2 separate regions of the Anas platyrhynchos genome follow, and region 1 is linked to region 2. Evidence: chromatin contacts called from public Hi-C data. All regions are on one chromosome and are shown on one strand. Each heading gives the region's core, a stretch centred on a gene start, on an enhancer-like site or on the middle of the called end of the contact. The rest is flanking DNA. Distances are from core to core; before and after follow the strand shown. Region 1 overlaps DLGAP4 (DLG associated protein 4). Region 2 holds the start of TGIF2 (TGFB induced factor homeobox 2).

Region 1 (6,782 bases), core at 1,152-3,651, 44 kb before region 2:
GCTCCGTGCAACCTGTGTGACAGCCTCAAATATTTTTTTAATGGATTGAGGAGGCATAATTGGATTCAGTGCAGTGCAAGTTACAGTAACATATGTGAGCTGCAAGGATTAAGGCTGTGCAGGCGGGTGGCCTTGTTCAAGAAAAATCTACTTTAATTTCTTCAGTGAAAAGTTGTCAGTGTGTTTCCTGTCAGAGCAGATTTTAAAGGGGAGGGGAGAAATACTAAGTATAATTGCAGTTGCTTGGAAAGGAGATTAGAGTTCAGACTATTGGATCAAGTTCTGTGCTGGCTGTATTTGGGGCTTGAGGGATGAGAATGGTTGAACGAGGTCCCCCTGGGAGAGCTCATAAAGAATGTGTTTATCCTTCCCTGCTCTCCTGGTCTGCAGCCTGTGACCTCTTGCTAGCCTACCACCTGGACAGAGGGAGAAGTGTGGGGACGGGATGATACCAGGGTGTTTGAAGTAAACTGTATTTAAACAAGTGAAAGGTAAACTATTCACAGGTGTGCTAGTTAATGAGGAGAGCAGGAATTGTCTGCTTCAGTTCCTCTTGTGGTATTAATGAATTATCGGCCACTTGAAGCAGATGAGCACCCTGTGAGCCTTCTGTCCTCTGGAGAAGCAGTAGGCAAGGGAAGTAACTGCCCCATGACTGAAGTCCTGGCTTCAGTTTAGCCCTCTGCTTCACTTCTCTGCCCTGCCAGGTTATGGCCTATGAGCCTGAAATGTGCTGTTCCATAAGTACTTGGAATTTCTGCTGAAGATAGTTAAGTGTTCAAATACATAAATGTGTGAATCCATTCTTTAGTTTTTATGGAGACTGAGCATAACAGACAAGGTGAGGTAGGGCAGTAATAGCATTTACATCCTGCAGTGTGGGCAGTCCGCTGGCCGGGTAGGTGACAAGCAGTCCTGGGGGAAGTGACAGTCCTTGCCTGCAGGTGATAATGAAGCAGAAAGGTTGTAGGGAAGTCTCTTGGGCCATGCTGCTATAGTGACCTGGAAACTGTAAGCAGGTAGACAGATTCACCCAGCAGTGTGTAACAGTAAGGTTATATAGCAAAGAAGTAGGAGGCCTGAAGGCAGCACTTGTGGCTGAGATGCTGGGGTCTGCTGAAGGTCTGAAACCTGAGCAAGTGATTTGTTGGACAGGGCTGTGAGGAGAAGGTGCACTTGATTAGGGGCTTCACAAGCTGCCTTTCTCTGTCAAGAAGAGGAAACTGGAATTCCCCTGGAGGAATTGTTCCTGAATTTTCGCTTGCAGCATTTAAATACTCTGGGGAAAACAGCATCAGAGTTGTGATTCTCTTACCTTGCCAGGGCTGGTGGCTGGGTCTTGTGAAATTACTGCTGAAGGGGCATGTACATGTACTGGATGCAAGAAGGATGCATATGATACCTATCTGATACATACCTGATACCTATGTGAGTTGAAGTACTACTGCATGCCTGCTGCTGCTCCCTTGTAGCAGACAGCGTGTGCAGGAACTTGACCATCCTCATTGCCATATGGGATGTCTGGGGGGTTACGCTTGTCATCTCTTCTTGCAACACTGAGAGAACAAAAAGTCTCTTTACACTGGACTTGCCAGAAACAGGCTGCATCGAATGGCAGCACTCATAAGAGAAGCAGTACAAGGATGCATAAATTTAACTTACCACTAGTATTTACATTAAGGGCATGTTGACTCTCTGTTTTGTATGTGCTATTCAGTACTCTTTGTTAAGAAGTCCGGGTTTGACTGCAGCGATCTCCTCTTTTAAGCCTAATTCTAAGATCAAAGCTTAAGCTACTGTGTTGTCTCTCCAGTTTGAAACTGATGGAAAAACTCAAGTAGTGAATGTCTAAAGTAAGTTCTTACGTGATGTCTAAAAAGTAAATTCTTATGTGTAGCGTGAGCTGTCAGAGTGTAAAATTAAAGCAAAGATTAGAAGCTGAATGTGACTTTCTACTGATGCTGTCATAGTGCAAGGTAGCATTTGATGAAAGCTGAAAGATATTTAAGAGTTGATAAAAGGGAATTTTTAATGGAAGTTCTTGTTGTAAGATTAGTCAAACTTCTAAGAATTACTTGCATTTTTTTATATTTGGGGAATGTTCAAACTGAACACAGTCCCAGCAGGGCATTTTTCTGTGCTCAAGAGGGATCTCAAACTTCATAGCTGTGGTAGGGATACCTATAGTTGCAATAAACTGAAACTCAAAACTGGGAAGTTAACCCATATCTCTAGGGCCTTATGTGCAAGGCAGTGTGGATGTCTGATGCTAGAAAGTGCCCCAGGCCACAATGGAAATGTCCCCACGAGGATTCTTGAGCCTTCCTCTAAAGGTGCTGGTTAGGAGCTGCAGCACTGCCTGTTTGGCTGCCAGACTGGTTAGTGCTGCTCTTACAGAGAGCAGCATGCGACAGAGCAGCTTGACTGCCAGCGTGCTATTGTACAGCCAGACTCCCCTTGCCTCTTGTAAGGTCATTTCAGTAACTGTTTTGTTAAGAAGCTTTCCCTTCCTTCTTTGAACCCTGAGGCTTTTCCCAGTCTCTCAGTGTGGCCCAAACATGAGGTCCTGAGTCACAACTCTTCTGTCCAGGAACTCTTCCAGGTTTTCATGCTCCCTATTGAAAGGCTACCAGTGTTTTCTTGTCTGACCTGCCAGTTGAGTAACAATCCTGGGCCGAGGATTTTGGCCTCTTAGTGCTGCTCCTCTGAGCAAAGCAAGCTCCTTGGCAGTGTGGAGCTGGTGGCATGCCCAGCCTTGTATGGTGTGCAGGGGGACTCCCGTGGGGAGAAGATGGGTTTGGGAAGATGGCACTAGTGGAACAGGGATGGAGAACTTCCACCCCCAAGTGCCTGAACAGCTGCTTATTCTCCTCAATTGGAAGGAGAAGGAAGTTGGACAGTGTTTGCACAGCCTTGAGCTCTGGTGCTGCTTGGATTCAGAAGTGCTGGATTCAGTGACCCTCCAGGTTGCAGTGTGCCAAGGACAAGGTCTTGAGCAGGGAAATCCTGGGTACCAGGAAATGGAGCTCTGTAACCTGCAGCCCATTGCCTTGGCCACCATGCTTCTGCTGCTTGGGCTTGGCTGTGCACTTGGCACCTGGCTCCAATGTCTGCATCTCACTGTCACCCTGCAATCTCCTAGGGTGCTCTGGAGGCTGCTGCTGCTAATAGTTACATTATGCCTCACATTAGCTTTTATCACTGCTCTGTTAACTTGCTTACTAGAGATGAGTACTGTAAAATGCTCTGGGTTGCTGAGGGGAGGCTGCCAACGCAGGCTCCGATGTTTCTGCTATTGTGGAAGCTGCTCGTGCTTCTCAAGCCAAATGACGGGGAGGAACCAGAGGCCTTTGGGGAAAGGAAACAAAAGGCCTGTGTGGATCTGTCCCCAGTCCTGAGCAAATGGTGTCCCTGTCTGCTATACACATTGTGCATGCCTTGTGTGTGCTTTCAGTGGACATCTTTGTCCTTCAAGAAGAGGCCAGTGTTTAAACTGACCTGCCTGGTGGCTGTGGACTGGTATCTGCAGTTTCAGTACATTGGCTCTCTTGGCTTTTCATTTTTGTGATGCTTTAATTCCTTTTCAGAGCGCTTCAGGGAGCTGATGTCAAAGAGCCATCAGATCTGAAGAAATATATAAATGTTAGAAATAATGTAAATAGGAGTTAGGCCACTTTAGCTGTGAACATCTGGCCTGCAGGAGATGTAAGGGGCATGAAGGATGGCAGCTGGGTGCGGAGGAGCTGCTCTGCGGTTCCGGCTGCTGTTCTTTGCTGTAGGGTGAGGTGAGTGGTTGGGCATGGTGGTGCCGTCCTCCCTGGGAGGCCCACAGCTGACAGGACCCAGGCACGCTGGCCCCTGACCCCTGCTGCTGTCCAGTTGTTTGAGAGGAGCATTAGGTCTCCATGTTGCCAAGTTCTGGGTCCTACACTTCAGCCACAATAACCCCATGCAGTGCTGTAGGCTTTGGGCAGAGTGGCTAGAAGACTGAAGAGGAAAGGGACCTGGGGATGTTGATTGATACTCTGCTGGAGGTGAGCTGGCAGTGTGCTCAGGTGGCCAACAAGGCCAGTGGCATCCTGGCTTGTCTCAAGAATAGTGCAGCCAGTAGGAGCAGGGAGGTGATTGTCCCCCTGTATTCGAGGTGCGGCCTCACCAGAGCCGAGTGCTGGGTTCAGTTTTGGGCCCCTCAGTCCAAGAAGGACATCGAGGCCCTGGAACGTGTCCAGAGCAGGGCTACAAAGCTGGTGAGGGGCCTGGAGCACAAGTCCTGTGAGGAGCGGCTGAGGGAGCTGGGGATGTTTCTTCTGGAGAAGAGGAAGCTCAGGGGAGACCTCATTCCTCTCTACAACTCCCTGAAGGGAGGTTGTGATGAGGAGGGGGTTGGCCTCTTCTCCCAGATAATGAATGATAGGACTTGAGGGAATGGCCACAAGGTGTGTCTGGGGAGATTTAGACTAGATACCAGGAATTTTTTTCTCTCAAAGAGTAGTCAGGCACTGGAACTGCCCCCCCAGGGAGGTGGTGGAGTCACCGTCCCTTGCAGTGTTTAAGAAGTGCCTGGATGAGGTGCTATGAGATATGATTTAGTAGCTCAGCGTGTAGAACTGGTGATAGGAGGACAGTTGGACCAGATGATCTTGGTGGTCCTTTCCAACCTCAGGTTCCTATGATTCCGTGTGCTGCTGTGACCCTCTGGAACTGTGCAGTGACAAAAGGGGGCCAGCGCAGGGCGCACCGAAGGCTCCCAGCAGGCATGAGCCTCGCCTTGTCTTCCAGCCCCGAAGCGGTGTCTCCAATGCTGTTCAGGGCTGGAGGAACAAATGCTCAGCAGTGAGCTACTGACACCACGTGTGGGTGAGGTATGTACCCCTCCTCCTGTTGGGGCCTGCCCTGGGGAGGTGGCTCACCGGAGGGCTATTGAACATGCGGGAGGAAACTTCCTCACCTGTCATCTTGGGTGTTAAATAGAGAGCTTTAAAGAGCAGAGATGAAAGTGTCTGTCAGCTTGCCTCTTTGAAGTGCTGCGCTTTGTCCTGTCAGACTGACATTCTGCTTTGTTCTCCAGGCCTGCTGCAGCTCTCATCAGCTGCCCCAGCATACACGTGGCAGCTCTCCAGAAGAGTTGGTGGAGTTGCTGTGTGCTTGCTCTGCAGAGCAAAGCAGGACTCGGGCTAATGAGGCCTCCTTGAATCAAAGGACAGAATTGGGCCAGCCATTTAGGCTGCTGGTGTTGCGACAGCAGTAGACTTTGAAGCACTGTCTTCTGGCATACTATTTGTGTGCTTACCTTTGATTTTTTTTCTGATTTTTTTTAAAGTGTCTGAGTATCCAGGGTGCTGGGAGAGGTAGCTCTAAAAATAACTTTAAAATAACTATAAATAATGAGGCTGGTTGCTTCTGAAGTTGTTGTTTCTGCTTCTCTGATTTCTTTCCCTTCTGTTGATAATGTTTTTCCCTCTGCTTCAAGGTCTGGTTCACACTTAATCATGTGTTCTGCTTTCTTCTAGTTCTTGCTATGTTAACAAACATGCTTTGGGTATGGGTGATGGTATGTGTTCAGATAGCTGGTGGATGTGAATGCAGTTCTGGGTGAACTAGGTTGTGTACAGTGACTCTCACCTGGGTGGATTTATGGCTAAGAACTGCTTCTGCTGTAGTTGTTAAGGGTACCTGTTAAATATGTTTTATGCTATTTCTTACGGTGCAATGATTTTCAGCATCACTTTTTAAGCAACTCAATTACAGTTCTTGCCATCTGTGCCTCTTACTATAAAACAGCTTCTTTCCTGATTACTGCCTGGCCTCCACTTGACACAAGGCAGCCAGGGCTAGGACCTGTGCTCTGTTTCCCCTGCCAAGAGTGACAGGCCTCTTCTTCCCATCAAATTGTATGAGAAGCACAAAATAGGTCTGCTCATCGCAGGTCTGGTAAGTGGTGTTATCCTCGAAGGCTTAATGCCACAGCTCATGAGCATGATCAGTATTGCTGTGCTTAAGCTGCTCTGCTGGGTGCAGCTGTTCTCACTCCAGCCTGACTTCATCCTGTGGCTTACACCTTCACGTTTGCTTTCTCAGAAAGTAACCCCAAGTATATTCATATCCTGCTGTTGTGTTTAGGCTACCTGAGAAGAGTGCTGTAAAATGTATTCCTGAATGTAGCTGTCTGAATCCAGAGACGAGAAGTGTCTGAGTCTTAAAGGCTGACTGTGGTATGCTCCAAGCAGCTGCTCTGCCCCAGGGACTTCCTAGTAGCTTTGTGGTGCTCCAGGCCACTCTGCAGCAGTGCAGCTAGCAGTCTTCTCATCTCTGGGACCGGAGGAAGTTTTTCATGGTTAACACGTGCAGTAGGATGGAATGTGGGGAGCAGTCAGGGAATTTGGCTGAATTTGGCTGAAATCATTTGGGTATTATTAGGGGCAAGTTACCTTCCCATAGCATAGATTGGTTCTTCCTTACTGCTTTGGGTGTTGAAAACAACACGGTGTAGATACCTAGAACGTGCAGATCGTGTTCATGTAATCCATTTCAAATCCCAAGTTTGTTCTATCTTTGAAGGTAGTTTTAGCCCGCATGATTCATTGTGTGGATTGGCAGCCTTGGGTTGGTTTCTTTTGTGTTCTGTTGTATGTGTGTGCTAATTGTAGCATGCTGAAAGGCACTTGGGAAGATTTGCTTAAGAGTGATGGGCTGAGAAGCCTCTGAAGCATGTGGGCAGGCTACAAAGGAAGGGAAAACCTGGTATGAGAGAAGAAAAATGGTATCTCTGATCCAAGCTGTGC
Region 2 (6,539 bases), core at 378-2,877:
TTTGCTGGGGGGTGCCCAGGGAAACAGGATAAAGCAGCCTGAACCCCTGGAAGCCCCCACTCGTGGCAGCATTTACTAACAGAGTGGTATCGCTTCCTTTTTCCCAATCTGAATCCATCTTCTGGCCAGCCAAAAACGCCTGCTCCATTGCTCCCTGGGGCACAGACCTCTCCCAGTTCGAGGCTGCCTACACACAGCACTTCTGCCTCCCTGCCGTTCCCTCTCTGCCTCCTTACTGCCCCATGCTTCAAGCATGCCAAGTCCTCTGGGGTCTTCAGAGGGGTTGCCCCAGCCCGTCCCTTCCCCAGCGCACGGGGGCCGGGTCATACCTGCAGCACGGAGAGGCTGGTCTGCCCTGAGAGGCTGAGCTTCTCCTGCTCGGAGGGGTAGGCATTGAAGCGGTGCTCATACAGCCAGTCCCGCAGGATCTTTACAGACTCCTTGGGCAGGTTGCCCCTTCTTTTCCTCTTGTTCAACTGAGACGCCTCCAGACATGTGGTGCCGTCGTCCTCCCCGGGGTCGCTATCCGACATGGTGGAGCTGCCTGCGGACCTCTCCTGGTGAAAGCCTGGCGAGGTGGAAACCAAACAGCGCACACATCACCTGGTGCCCTGGCTGGGGGCTCGGGGCACGCAGCCACACAGCCCCCTCACCGCCCGAGCTTGGGGGGCAGCTCCCCCCCCAGCACCCACCCTACAGCACTTCCCGAGCACAGCCCCCGGAGCTCTGCGGGGACTTCACAGGGTCCACGAGGAGCTGCCCCCGCAAAGCAGCGAGAGGAGCCGGGAGGGGGCAGAGCCGGGGGGGCTCCGCTCATTGTTCGCCGGGGCTCGGGGCGGCTCCGGGCGGCCGCTGTCAGCTCCGGGGCAGCCCCGGGCACCCCCCCCCCGTATCCCTGCCGCAACAGGTAGCGGGGCGCTCGGCCCACACAAAGCCGGGAGCCCGCCCCGCACGGGGAGCTCGGGAAACGGGAAAGAAACCCGAAACCGCGGCGAGAGCAAAAAAAAAAAAAAGAAAAAAAAAAAAAAAAAAAGAGGCCAGAAACCAAACGCTGCCCCCCCCACACCTCCCCCCCCACACACACACCCCCGCCGCTAAGAGAACCCAAAGCCACCAAAAAACCTCCCCCGGCCCCGCAGCAACTCTCCCAAACTCAACACCCCGCGACAACAAAGAGGGGAACGGCGCCGAGCGCCAACAAACCCCCCCCGGGCGCTCCGAGACGGCACTCGCCAAAACTTTTCACGCCGCCCCGGCCGCACAAAGGCAGCGGGGGCCGCCCCGCACGGGGAAGCCGAGCCCCGCAGCGCCCCGCCGCAGCCCGGCCCGGCCCCAGGCAGCCCGCGGGGGCTCCCCCGTTGTGCCTTGTGCCCCGCTCTTACCCCCGGGCCGCCGCCGCCGCCTCCTGGGGCCTTGCATGGGCCGTACCGGGGGGGGGGTCGCGCCGCAGCCGCCGCCGCCGCCGCCACCGCGCCGGGGCCGGGGTGCGGCGGGGCCCTCCCGCAGCGGCGGGGCCGGCGGCGAAAAGTTTTCGGGCCGCGGCGGTGACAGATGCCGAGACAGAGTTCCCTTTGTTCCCAAGGAGGCAGGAACTTGGGCCGGGCCCCCCGCCCCCGGCCCGCCCGCCCGCCCCCGGCTGTCACCGCCGCGGCCCACGGGGCAGCCGCCCGGCCCCCGCCCCCGCCGCGCCTTTGTGCGGCCGGTGCCTGGCGGAGCCCCGGGACCCCCCCCCGGACCCGGACCCGGAGCCGGACCCGGAGCCCCGCTGCCGGCGGGGAAGGGGCAGGGTGGGCACACGCTGCAGGGCCCGGCCGGACGCGTGCCCGGGGACGGGGGCTGCAGACCCCGGGGCACCGCCAGGGCTTCGTTTGGGGGCTTTGTAACTTAGGGCAGGGGAAATCAGAAACTCGGCAAGCACTGCCGTGCTGCTGGAAAGCGTTTCAAAGCAAGCGTGGTGATTGGGAAAGCACCAGAGGATGTTTGCTCAGAGGACAGCACGCCTGCTCCTTCCCTGACCTGCCCGCTGCCCTGTCCCTGTCCCTGTCCCACCACCGGTGTGGTGGCATCACCCGTAGGTGCAGGGCAGCATCACCCGTAGGAGTGGGGACAGCCAACGCAGCGAGGTCTTTGGAGGCCTTACCGTGCTGCCACCGCTCTCCCTGCAACCACAGCGACCCTTTCGGGTTTTGGAGACCAAGCTGCTCTGCTTACCCCCAGGCACACAGCCAGTCCCAGATGAGGCTTCCCGTAGGATGTCCCCGTCGCGTGCTCTGCGCCCTTCTGCAACGCACAAAGGTCACTCTCAGCTGGCCAGAGCCCACGCCACAGCTGGCCAGGTCACGCACGTGAGCAGCGCCGAGCCCAGCAGGGGCCGTGCCCAGCATGGTGGTACATTTTGTCAGGGTGAGCCGTGAAAGGAACCACAGGGAGAGCTGCTCCGAGCAGCAGTGCCACATCCCGTGTGTCAGGCACTGATGGGTGTTGAGAAGGGCTGCCAATAAACTTCTGTCACTAGGCTTTTTTTCATACCGATACAAGCCTGAAGCAGGAGAAAAAGTTCAGCTTGGCAGCACCATGAGAGCCCAGGAGGCCAGGCTGGAGATCTCTCCTTCCCCAGCCCCGTGCCCAGGAGGGGACAGGTCTGTTTCGGAGGAGCAGCGCATTTGCCGGCATTTTCAGGCAGCCCTGATTCAAACCCCTTCACTTGGCTTTCAATAGGAGCAGGCACCAGGCTCTTAGCCCTGAATTGTCCATCCCAAATGTGTGAACTGAGCTGATTATGGTGATTAGGGGGCCTGGGCGTGGGAGAGGGGCTTGAGTCTGAGAGGGGAAGGAGCTGGAGAGAGCTGCCATATACTGAGGCTGTTTGTCATGGCCAGCACCTGCATCGCTCTGGTTTGCAATGCAAGATGGGCCGGAGCAGCCGCGTTTCCATGTGGTGGCTGCTGGCAGCAAAGCTGCAGATCTGCACAGAGCGGCTTTCGTGATGCAGGAGAGGATTAAATAACAAAAAAAAAAGGAGAACTGCTTAAAGCCTTTCTTTAGGTGCTGCTAAATCTGCAACGTCCTGAGTGAAACAGTACCCGAATCGCTATTGCTCAACCAGTGGAAGCGCCATGAGGGACAGTGAACCACAGATGAGGCATGGAGCCCGTGCAGGGTGCAGAGCCCCCCTGCTGCCCCTGCCCGCAGCACCCTGCAGCCACCGCTGCGGCCCCAGTGAGCCCATGGCCCTGCCCCGGCTCCTGCCCAGCGGGGCCGGGCTGGACCCCGAGCCCCCCAAGCCTCCCAGGGCCACAGGAAGGCCCAGCGGGCCGCAGGGGCCAGGGAAGGTGGCAGCAGCCCCCGGCTGAGGGCTGGTCCGGGCTGAGTGTCCTGGCCCAGCTGGGCCACCTCCCGGGCAGCGCCATTGACATGATCGCACTGTTAAACCTCTGCAATTCGGAAAACAATCAGGCAGCCAAGGCCTGAAAGGGGCTGCTGGAAACCTCGGGCAGCCTTCGACAGGGCCGCAAGCTCTGCCCAAAAAGGACTCCTCCTTTGCCCATCCTCTGCTGATCTGTATTATTTATTTATTTATTTATTTATTTATTTATTTATTTATTTATTTATTTTGCTAGGAAAGGGCTTCCATTCCAGCTGTGGGGTTCTGCTGGGGTGCCAGTTGTCCCACGTTCAGGGGGCCACTGGCTGGGCTTGCCCCACTGGGACGCCTCATGTGCTGGCGTTTTGCTGGTAGCAGCTTGCCTTCTCTGCAAAGGCATTTGCCAAGGCTGCCGGGGTCATGCTAGTATTAATTAGGAGGGAAATGAAAGCGTTCCCAGGGCTGGCCTGGCTGGCTTCATCATTTCCCTGCTCAAGGGCTGGTGTGCTCCTTTTGCCCAGCTCCAGCAGAGCTTTAAGGGCAAATTTTTAAATATTCAGTGCCTATGTGGAGACGAGACTGGTGGCTGCCTCAGGGCACCTGTAAATGCCGGGGGACCAGCACTGTGAGAGCAGCACACAGCCCAGCCCAACACCCTGGCCTCCCACCTTCAGGTGCCCTGCTCTGGCCTCCCGTGGTCTCCCACTTCCCCTCATTCTGCCCACTCTCAAATAACCCTGAGCTGGGCTCCCCCACAGCTTTTTTAAAATTATTTTATTTTATTTTATTTTATTTTATTTTATTTTATTTTATTTTAAGCTGGAAAGCAGCAAGGCAGAAGAAGACCTGGCTTTGAACAACCTGGTCTGGTGGAGGTGTCCCTGCCCATGGCAGGGGGTTGGAATTGGGTAGGCTTTAAGGTCCCTTCCAACCCAAACTATTTTGTGACTCTGTGATCTGAGCTGACCAGGAGCCACCAACGTGCCCTTGCTGCAGAGAAGGTCAGCAGTGTCCTGGGCTGCGTTAGGCCAGGAACAGCCAGCAGGTCGAGGTGCTCTTGTCCCTCCGCTCAGCACTGGTGAGGCCACGTGTAGATGCTGGGTCCAGTTCTGGGCTCCCCAGTGCGAGAGGCATGGAGCTACCTGCTCTAGGTGGCCCTGCCTGAGCCGGGGTTTGGAGCAGATGAACCACAGCAGACTCTGCTCACCACAACCATCCTGTGATTAAGCGGGTGGCTTGGTGGCAGCGTGCACTGGCCACTGAGGAGAAGCCAGGAAAGAAAGTATTTCAGGGTGCTGTGCTAACTTCAAGCTTATTGGAGCTCTGAATGCAGGAAAAGCAGCAAACAGGTGGGGGAGGAGGGAGGGGTGGTTTGCCAGATTGCTCTGGGTGTAGGCAGAGAATCAGCTCCTCTCAGCAGAAACAGGCGGCAGCCACTGGTGAGCCTCGTGAGCCAAAATCCAGGCAAGGCAAAGTTGCTGGCATCGCGAACCAGTGGACTTGATGACTGTGCACCTCAGAAAATGATCAAAATCCTTCAATGTTACAGGAGGAGGCAGGAGACTGGGTAAGTCAGCAAGGCGAGGGGAAAGAAGCTGCGACAGGTTGACCCCCAGAAATGTATTCTTAAGTGTCCCTGCCCCAAGCAAACACTTCTGAAATTAAATGTCTAGTTTTGTTTTTGGGATGTTTAATACGTTTGAAGAAACTGTTTGTTTTTATTTTTCATTTATTTTTTATTTTTAAAGAGAACATCCCCTAGAAGTAAAGCCTGGGAACCTTTCACAAGAAACTAGTTTGGAGGTTTGCTGATGTTTCTTTCTCCCTCTGTGGATGAAGTGGCTTTGACCAAAGTGGATGAAAAACATTTGGGGCATGCACAGCTGACAGCACAGAAGGCAAACAGCCCCAGCTGCTTGTGTTGGTGACAAAGCACAGAAAAGGCTCTGAGCATTGCTGATAGAAGCCCAAACACGAGCTCAGGAGGTAGCACAGGAGATGCAGTCAAAGGGGAAAGGGCTGAAGGAGCCAGTACCCAGAAGATAATTCTGCACCACTCTGTGTAGCCAGCACAGCCCCTTTACATGTGTGCCCTTAGTTCCTTTTTCACCTAGTTTAAGTCAATCATCTGCTTTAGTAAACTAAGTTCCTTGATGTCAAACCTCCCTGGTGCTCTCCTCTGCATGCTCCTAGCTTGGTGAGATCTTTTTTATACTCAAGGTGTGGGGGGCATAGAGACTGAGACAATGGCCAAACAGCACTCCCTCTTGGAATCCCTTCTTTTCCTAGTAATTCCTACTATGTGACTGTTTTTTTTTTTTCTTTTTCTTTTTCTTTTTCTTTTTTTTTTCTGTTGTTGTTGGTTTATTTATTTTTTTTCTTCACCAGCTGTTGGGCTCTTCCCTTTCCTTGGGGCTGCCCCTCACCTGCTGCTGCTCAGGGTGACACGCTGAGCTGGGGCATTGCAGCTGTGAAGCCGGGGCTGATCTTCCCCACGTGCTTCACTTCACATCAACCCACCCAGAGCAGCACCTGCCTTTTGGTGCCTCCCTGCAGTCTCATAAGGCCCTCTGCAGCCCTTTATGGCAGCCCCATCTCCGTGTGCTCCACCTGCAAGGAGCTCCAGCAGCCAGGGGAGGCGGGATGGCACCTTGCAAAGCACAGATTTATTCTTCCCACACACACCCCTGTGTCCACTAACAAGGTTTCTCTACTTTGCTGGCATCAGGGTTGAGGGATATCTTCTGAGAATCAGCTCTGAGATCAGACCTGTGAGTGGATGGAGCCGTTGGCCCCGTGATGTCTGTGAGATGTCTGCTTTGCCATAAAGCTCAGTGAAGAAGCTTTTTAAAAGCATCCTGCCTTTCAGCAGCCTTCAGGCCTGGGACTTTGCTTTGGGGGAGGACTGCATGTTTTTCCCCAGTATGCAAAGCATTAGGGAATAAACAGTGCCCAGCTTTGCTTTGTGAGCCTGGAGGTGGGCTTGTACCTGGCTGCTGCTGCAGAGCACAAACCCCCCTGGGAGGGCTTGGCCTGCCCTCTCCCCTCTCTGTGCCCCGATAATACAGCTTGCGCTTCCTTGCATTGGCAGTGCCTGGAAAGCAGAAGCAAACAAGCTCTCAAACCATGGGCCATGTCCCAGGCGAGGACACGGCCCCAGGCCTGGCAGGTCTGG

Evidence for each region. A called contact is a pair of places that touch in the nucleus more often than the background predicts.
Region 1: a Hi-C map of subcutaneous adipose tissue shows a contact between it and region 2, with 2.0 times the contacts expected there. The contact joins the enhancer-like site here to the promoter of TGIF2 in region 2. A contact is called at or near these places in 3 of 8 Hi-C or Micro-C datasets (skeletal muscle and subcutaneous adipose tissue).

What each region holds. Positions count from the first base shown.
Region 1 is chr21:9,820,165-9,826,946 of IASCAAS_PekinDuck_T2T, reverse strand. All of the region lies in intron 7 of DLGAP4 (DLG associated protein 4), which reads left to right. Among named protein-coding and RNA genes, the nearest start is that of TGIF2, 43 kb to the right of the region's middle. Within about 2 kb of position 2,401, at least 2 of the 8 cell types and tissues checked have an H3K27ac peak or open chromatin away from gene starts, as enhancers often do. A contact at or near this core is called in subcutaneous adipose tissue, where this site is marked.
Region 2 is chr21:9,775,174-9,781,712 of IASCAAS_PekinDuck_T2T, reverse strand. TGIF2 (TGFB induced factor homeobox 2) reads right to left here and starts at 1,627. Exons shown (of 3, transcript XM_027473217.3): 1 at 1,383-1,627; 2 at 330-568. The coding sequence starts at 1,419.